2 separate regions of the Triticum aestivum genome follow, and region 2 is linked to region 1. A link is a contact called in public Hi-C data. All regions are on one chromosome and are shown on one strand. The core of a region is the stretch at or near the end of the contact, and the rest is flanking DNA. Distances in the headings are between cores, read along the strand shown. Region 1 holds the start of LOC123185797. Region 2 holds the start of LOC123189982 (pentatricopeptide repeat-containing protein At5g13770, chloroplastic).

What was found. A called contact is a pair of places that touch in the nucleus more often than the background predicts.
Region 2: a contact with region 1 is called in a Hi-C map of leaf, with 2.7 times the contacts expected there. The contact joins the promoter of LOC123189982 here to the promoter of LOC123185797 in region 1. A contact is called at or near these places in 2 of 5 Hi-C or Micro-C datasets (both in leaf) and 1 of 1 datasets of contacts at active chromatin or transcription factors (leaf).

What each region holds. Positions count from the first base shown.
Region 1 is chr2A:647,176,158-647,179,982 of IWGSC CS RefSeq v2.1, reverse strand. It overlaps LOC123185797, which reads right to left and starts at 1,944. Exons shown (of 2, transcript XM_044597620.1): 1 at 1,485-1,944; 2 at 918-1,386. The coding sequence starts at 1,702. The coding sequence ends at 1,089.
Region 2 is chr2A:647,447,585-647,451,409 of IWGSC CS RefSeq v2.1, reverse strand. It overlaps LOC123189982 (pentatricopeptide repeat-containing protein At5g13770, chloroplastic), which reads left to right and starts at 2,113. Exons shown (of 1, transcript XM_044602522.1): 1 at 2,113-3,825. The coding sequence starts at 2,327.

The sequences.
Region 1 (3,825 bases), core at 695-3,194:
ATTTTCGGGGAACTCGAAACCACAATGCTAGTGGTTGGTCTACACTCAATGTTCCTCCCGTTTCTTTTCGATGAACATCACCCTTTTATGTTCTTGCCGGTGGTTAAACTATGTTGTTGCTTCCAGCGTAATCTATGAATATGTGTGATTTGAATTTTATCTCGTACATTGACATTTGAAATATTGAAACGCGTACCTCCAAACATCAATGTTTTATTAAATACTTCCTCTGTTTCGTTATTTAAGGTGTATTATTTTTGATACGATGACCAAGGCACATAATTATATACATGCTAGGACGAAATTACCTTTAGCAAATATATTGGCTTGTGGTAAGTAAATCAACTTGTTCAGAAAAGTAAGAGATACATGCAATCGAGAGAGAGACTTTCGTTCTTTTGCTATAAAAAGAGATGCACACAATCGGAAAAAAATATTTTTCTTTTTCTAGAGGGCTAAAACTGGAATTACGAGGAACTAAAAGAAATGACAAATACACCTTATATAAAGAAACGAAAGGAGTATGTCGTTGGAATGAAGTCGAAATAAGATTACATCTACAATAATGAGACAAATTGGAAAAGAACAATATTGGGAGCTAAGTTTTAGGGATTGATTACTTGATTACTCCTTTGGTTCCTAAATATATTCGTTTTCGTAGTTCAAAGAAACCAACCTTCCAATATACTGAGTTTTGGGGGAGTTAACAGTTCTGGGACCCCGCTTTGGAAGTTAATTGGGGTTTGAGTTAACTTTTGAGATTGATTAGAGTTGTCCTTAATGTGAAGAACAACATAGATACTATGTCTAACTTGCTTACTAGACGAGTGGTGAAACTAAAGGGTTATTTGGTTCTAGGACTAGCATTTCACATTTTGCCACATTTTTGACTAGTTCATCAAAACGAGAGCCATAAGTTGGCATTCGAAACGGAACAAGGCATGTTTCTCATTTCTGTATTTACACATCCATTGACCAGCCGGCCACCATCCGGTCAGTTACCATGTCAAAATCCACGTAACAACCGCACCAACTGCTCTTCGAGCACGCCACAACCGACGACACGACTAATCTGCGGGCGAAATCTCCTAAACGAAGAGCGGAGCCCGCACGGGCAAGCCCTTGGGCCTCGCCGCGCTCGCCGTCAGCGGCCGGAGCGCCGGCGCCCTACCGAGCGCGGACAGCCGCCCTTTGGACACCTTCTTGAAGGCCGCGGCATTGCGGCGCGCGAAGCGCCGGCGGTGCGCGTCCTGCAGCCCGACCTCGCAGCTCCGGGACGCCTTGATCCGCTTGCCCGGCGGCTTGGCCAGGTCCTCCAGGCCGCCCACGGCCGCGAGCGACGCGAACGACTGCGACTTGCCGTCGAAGAACTTGGACAGACCCCTCCTGCGCCAAGAGAAAAAGAACGCCATGTCAGACCACAGCTTCAATCAAGATCGAGCTCGAGCCTACAAAGAACCGCGGTGTCCGGGCAGAGCACGTACTTGAGCGGGAGCTGCGCCATGAGGGAGGACATCTGGAAGTTGTCGGTGGATCCGGAGGAGCCGGAGCTGGAGGTGGCATCGTCGTCGAGCTCCTCGTCCGACGACAGCATGGAGCCGGCCGCCGACATCCCGGACTCGGACGGGCAGCCGATGTCCTCCTCCTGCTCCTCCTCGCAGCTCTTTCCATTGCTCCGCGGGAACAGCATGTAGGCTTCCATCTCCCGAGCAGATCAGACGATCACAGCAACGCACGAAACCAAACCAAACGATCGACGCAGCGTGAATGGCTGGAGTTCACGGGTGCTAGCAGGACGATGGCTTGGAGGACGGAGCGGGGGATCGGAAGCTATAAAGGTACCGGGGGAGGAGGAGGATAAGAATGAATGACGAGCCGTGGCAGAGGAGGATGCGCGCGGGACGGGATAAAGAAGTCAGTTCGTAGCAGAATAGAATAGCAGGAATTAAAAAACGATGATGATAAATACGGGCGTGATGGTTATCATCTCGGCGGCAGTCAGGCTCCGTGGAGTGGGTCGAGGGGATAAGGCATCCACGTGTTTTTCTTGCACGGCTTTGCAGGATGCGACGGGTCTGCGCGCGCACTGTGGTGGGGGTGGTGTGTCCCCCTTTCCCGCAGGCGTGCCGACCGTCCCCATCCGGTGGAGCCGGGAGGAACCTGGGGATGTATGCTATGCTTGCATAGTGCCATTGCAGTACGCTTTGGCTACGCATTCGGACCGTTGGATCCTTATCTTTGTTTGTCGACGGCTCTGATGGGGGATCGGGTCGAGTAAAATAGAGTGCTTTATCAGTTGACCATGCTCGGATTGGCTGAGTATGGGACCGCAGCCTGCTTCATTTTCTTATCGACAGACTCTCGTGGCATATGGTATTGATGGAGAAAGCTGATACAATTAATTTGCTTATCTCAGCCAACTCTAGGTAGAGTCTACCATAAGGGCATCTTCAACGCTAAACGCTTGTTGAGGCGCTTAAGCAATTAAAAGAAATTGTTTTTTCGTGTAGCGCTCGTTTAAGAGTCCCTGCCTCCAACGCTCCTAGTAATCTATAGACGCCTCACAATTCAAAAGACGTACGCAAGCGTTAGCTCTCCCCAACGCAGCAAAAAAAGTAGTGGGCGTAGTTTGTGTTGATTCTCTTGAGATCTCCATGCTAATTCTGGCTATCAGGTTAGCGCCCGCTACCACCTAGTTCGTTGTATGTGGAAAAAAAGAGGGCAAGCGCCTGACGACAGGAATTGCGCCCACGCAAGCCAAAATCCTGGACTCTGCCAGGAATCGGACGAAACGGCCAGAAAAATCACCCTAGCGCCCGTTTTAAGCATCTGCATTGTAGATGCGCTAAAACTCTACTCAAGTGATGATGCGAGGAAAAAAAACTCTATTTAAGCACACGTTGCACAAACTCTTGAATTATCAAGTGAAACCACGTCACTTATTTCTGAACGGAGGTTTATTTTAAGTCATCCGGGATCCTAGCCTTGGTCAAACCACTCTTTTTCAAGAGGCAATGGCTCGAACCCGCCAAATATAGCGGTGGAGCGTCAATTAGATTGAAGAACAAGTCATGGACAGGTCAGCCACTTACTCATCGGGCCATCTGTGATTCTTAGATCAAATTCGTGCTAACTTTAGAGAGGGACGCATGGGTCATGGCCCAGTTTGGTCCCCATGATGCTCTGCCCCTGCTTGGATTGGAGAGCCAAACAACCTAGTCTCTCCTTTCAAATGGGGCGGGTGTTGATGTATTGCCTTTAGGAGGGGGAAACAGAATACACTCTTAAGTGTGAGTTATTTTTATTTTTGCAACAAAATGGGCACTAGACATGTCGTGGGATTTAGCGACAATACACATTGTTATGGATTTGGGAGCACAACAAGATGATCTAGGACGGGGTTGGCGACAATACACATTGTCATGGATTTGGGAGCACAACAAGATGATCTAGGACGGGGTTCATATGAGGGCGGTTACCCAGGTTCAGGCCCACTGTTGAAGAGGTATTACCCTACTCATGTTCGATATTTGTATGGCCTCGTACGAGGAATTCTCAATACAAAGATCGTACAAGTGTGTCTTTGTGTGCTTGTGTCTGCATACCGCGTGAGGGCGCCCTGACCTTGCCTTATAAAGGGCTAACAAGGCTAGGGTTTTACAATGGTCGACTCGTTTGGGCGTGGTAACGGATCATTGATCTCGTGTTGTTACTCTTGATTAAGTATCTTGTGGTAATGCTCGGTTCATGGCGTCACAACATATGTCTTGATAGCGCACCAATGACCCAGTCGAGTGCACTTCGTGGAAAAGGCTCGGTCCAGTG
Region 2 (3,825 bases), core at 864-3,363, 270 kb before region 1:
AAGAAGGCATACCGGGGGATAGGCTTCATGGGCTTCTGTGAGGGACCAATGGTCACGTACCGAATATTGATGCTCCCTTTAGGTGCAACTCCTATATATATTCCTACTAACACCCAAACTATCTAGAGATCATTAGTTTTGCCATCGCCACATAGCCCTATTCATTATCCGAGGCGAAGCCCTGTCATATTATCTTTAGACGACCCTTCCATGTTTTGATTATTGTTACTTTGGACAGCTAATCGCTTCATGCAACCTTTTTTTGGTTTAAGGAAGACATAAAGATGATAGGAAAAGAAGGACCAAGATGACTTTTAAGTTTGGGGTAGTCCTGCATCCCCTTGAAACCAAGGAGGTCAAAAGTCTTAAACTTGCGGATGTCCCCACATCCCCCTCTTCCTCAACTAGTATGATCTTCTTGAGGTACGTTTCTTATTTACTATCATAGTCTGTGTATTTTTTTTGGAGATTCATTTTTTTCAATTATTCTAAAAATAAAAGACAATAATGTAATGAGAGAGAGAGAGGGGGCGTTTGCATGGTATTGCTTATATTTAATTGCTGAGGTTCACTTATATCTTTTAGGGTAAATTGTTGATGAAATTTTCCCTTTTATATTTTTCACTTGTTAATCACTTATATTAATGGAAGCAAGAGTGTTGGTCTTGAAAAAAGAAATGAGAATTCTTAACCCGTGCATTTATAAGAATCTTGAGTGTAAAAGAGTTAATGCTTGATAATTGTCTTAAGATGGTTTCATAAAATGGTTACTTGTAAACGGATCGAGTAATTGTTTACCTAGAGGGGAATCGTGTCTCTTATGTGCTCGTCCTCACCGATAAGGGTTGGCAATTGTCTTAAGAAGTTGGAACTGAAAGGGGATGTGTCGGTGAGGGGGGGGGGATGAGTCCGGGAAGACTCAACGCACGGTGGCGGCAAGGGGGCATAAAACAAAGCCGGGGCACGGTGCTTCTAGAGTCCCAATAAGCGGCTCCATCATGCTGCACATCCATCATCCTTGGCACCTAGTTGAGATTCACCAGTGGACGCGTGGGTAGCAGCAATGATTCGGGAAGGAGGGGCAGGAGAAGATAGCACACTCCCACAACCCCGGAGTCACCAGGGGAGAGGTGACACGGAGGTGGGGGGCTTGTGAATCTTCCATTGGAAGTATAATGTACATAACCACGTTGATGAGGAGTATGAGCTTCTTCACTATGGGCGCTGAGTGGCATAACAATGACATTAAGATTATTCTCTTGACCTACGCCACCATCTCAGATGTGCCCTTCGATTTCATGATGCCCCCTGCGAGCACATCATACTATGTGTGGCAGAAGTGGCGGAGCCAAAACCTCAACATAGATAGAGCTAAACGTGTCATATAATGTTAGGAGGGGATAAATCACCTAGATCTAGCTAATTTTCTCGGACAGATAGAGAATTAGGAGCATACATAGGTGTATTTTCTGAGAGCTTGAGGAGTGGGGGTGGGAGGAGGGCACGACCACTGTCGGTCCCCCTGCCTCTGCCAGTGTGTAGCGACAACTAAAATTGTTCTTCAACAACAACCAAGCTAAGCCACACCATCCACACCTGTGCATATTCACTCCACTTTCCAAGGTGACACGGCTCTCACAAAATATCAAATGAATCAGTTTATTATTTATTCCTACATTATACGACGGACGTTTTTTGCGTGTGCGAAATGGGGAAGCAAATTATTGAATCCCATCAATGGAACCCAACAATGAAGCGGAAAAAAAACCCTATATATTGATGAAAATTGCATGTTTGAACTTAATCTGGCTGTTGGGTCGCCAGAACATGGGCAGGATCTCGTGGCTCTCGTAAGTGCCTTAGCATTTGTGATGTTTTCACCGAAAAGAAGTCAAGTACCACACCACAAGTCCAATTTTGCCTTGGACAATCTGTTGGCAGCTTTCATGATGTCTTGGACCCCAATTTCGCCTGCCAACACTTCAGACATGTAGCATCACAAGTTAACTGGTGGCTGTCCACCGGGCACGAGCTACGTGGACCAAGCCCCTCCAGTCACGACCAAATGAGGCCGTGGCTTCCCCCGTTTGCCCCAAAATCTGAGCTGCTTTCACTTGCCGGGTAACTGGACCTCCACGTCATGGATTTCCTGAGATTTCTACGAGAACCCACGTGGCCAGATCCCAGCCGTCGGAATCAGACAGTTTCCACCAGCAGATGCCCGTAAAAACCAGCGCGACGGAATCTCCTCCATGGCAGGATAAGGTGCCTTCGTCCCGAACAGCGTGGTTCTTCCATTCCCAGCCTCCAGTTCCCATCGCGAATCATGGCCAAATGCTACTCCGACTGGCCTCCCCTCCCCCCTCTCCATCCGTCGAGAAGATCGTCGCCCAACACCTCCCTCTGCACGATCAAGCGGCAGCTTGCGTCCTTCGTCCTGCACTGCTCCCGCTCCTGCGCCTCCCCCGTTCTTGAGCCCAAGAACTTGCCCGGCGAGCTCCATGTTTTTTCTGCTCCGGCGCCGGCCAAGGCGGCGCCGGTGTCTACGCTTCCCGACGCTGCGAAGCTCGGCATCTCCAACAAGTTCATCCGGGGCCTCTGCAGCGACCGGCAGACCGAGCCGCTCGCCTTCGAGTGCTACCGGAGGGCTCTGCAGCAGCCCGAGTTCCGGCCGGACAAGAAGACGATGAATGCGCTCACCGTCCAGCTGCTCCGGTCCAAGCAGTGGAGCTCGCTGGAGCACCTGGTCCAAGATTTCATGGCCTATGGTGTGCTCCCGGAGAGACGGACGTGCGCGCGGCTCGTCGCGACCTGCGTCAAGGCGAGGAAGTTCGGCCTCGCCGACGTGGTGCTCGGGGTCCTCGAAGGGAAGAAGGGCCCGGCCGCCGCCGTGTGCTTCAGCTCCGCGCTGCAGGCGTACAACAAGCTGCACATGTACCGGAGCACGGTGCTGCTGTACGAGCGGATGAAGGCGGCCTGCCTGTCGGTGAACGCCGACGCCTACCGCGCCGTGATGGCGGCGTTCGGGGCGCTGGGCGAGCCGGACGCGGTGGCCTCGCTGTTCAAGCAGTACAGGTCTCGGAAATGGTACCCCTCCGAGACCTGCCTCGAGACGTACACCATCGCCTGCGACGCGCTGGGGCGGGCAGGCAGAGCCCTGGACGCGCTCAAGTGCCTGCGGGAGATGGAGGCGGACGGCATCTCGCCGGACGCCGCGATCTACTCCACGGTCATCGGCTCTCTGGCGGACGCCCGGGAGACGGCGTCGTCGGAGGACGTGTACCACGAGGCATGGAAGAAGGGGATGCTGCGAGATCCAGACATGTTCCTGAAGGTGATCATCATGCAAGTCGAGACCGGGCTACTGGAGGACACGCTCGGCGTGGCCAAGGACATGAGGGAGATCGGCCTGAGGGTCACCGACTGCGTCCTCTCCACGGTCGTCAACGGCTTCGTGAAGAGGAGAGGCCTGAAGCCAGCCATCAGAGCGTATGACAAGCTGGTGGCCATGGGATGCGAGCCCGGGCAGGTCACCTACGCGTCGGCGATCAACGTGTACTGCCGGCTGGGGCGGAGCGACAGGGCGGAGTCCGTCTTCTCGGAGATGATCGACCGGGGCTTCGACAAGTGCGTGGTGGCGTACGGCAACATGATCTCCATGTACGGGCAGATCAGGAGGGCGTCGGACGCCACCAGGCTGCTGGCGCTGATGAAGCAGAAGGGGTGCGAGCCCAACGTGTGGGTGTACAACTCGCTCCTGGACATGCGCGGCAAGCTCGGGGACTCGAGGCAGGCCGAGAAGATCTGGAAGGAGATGATGCGGCG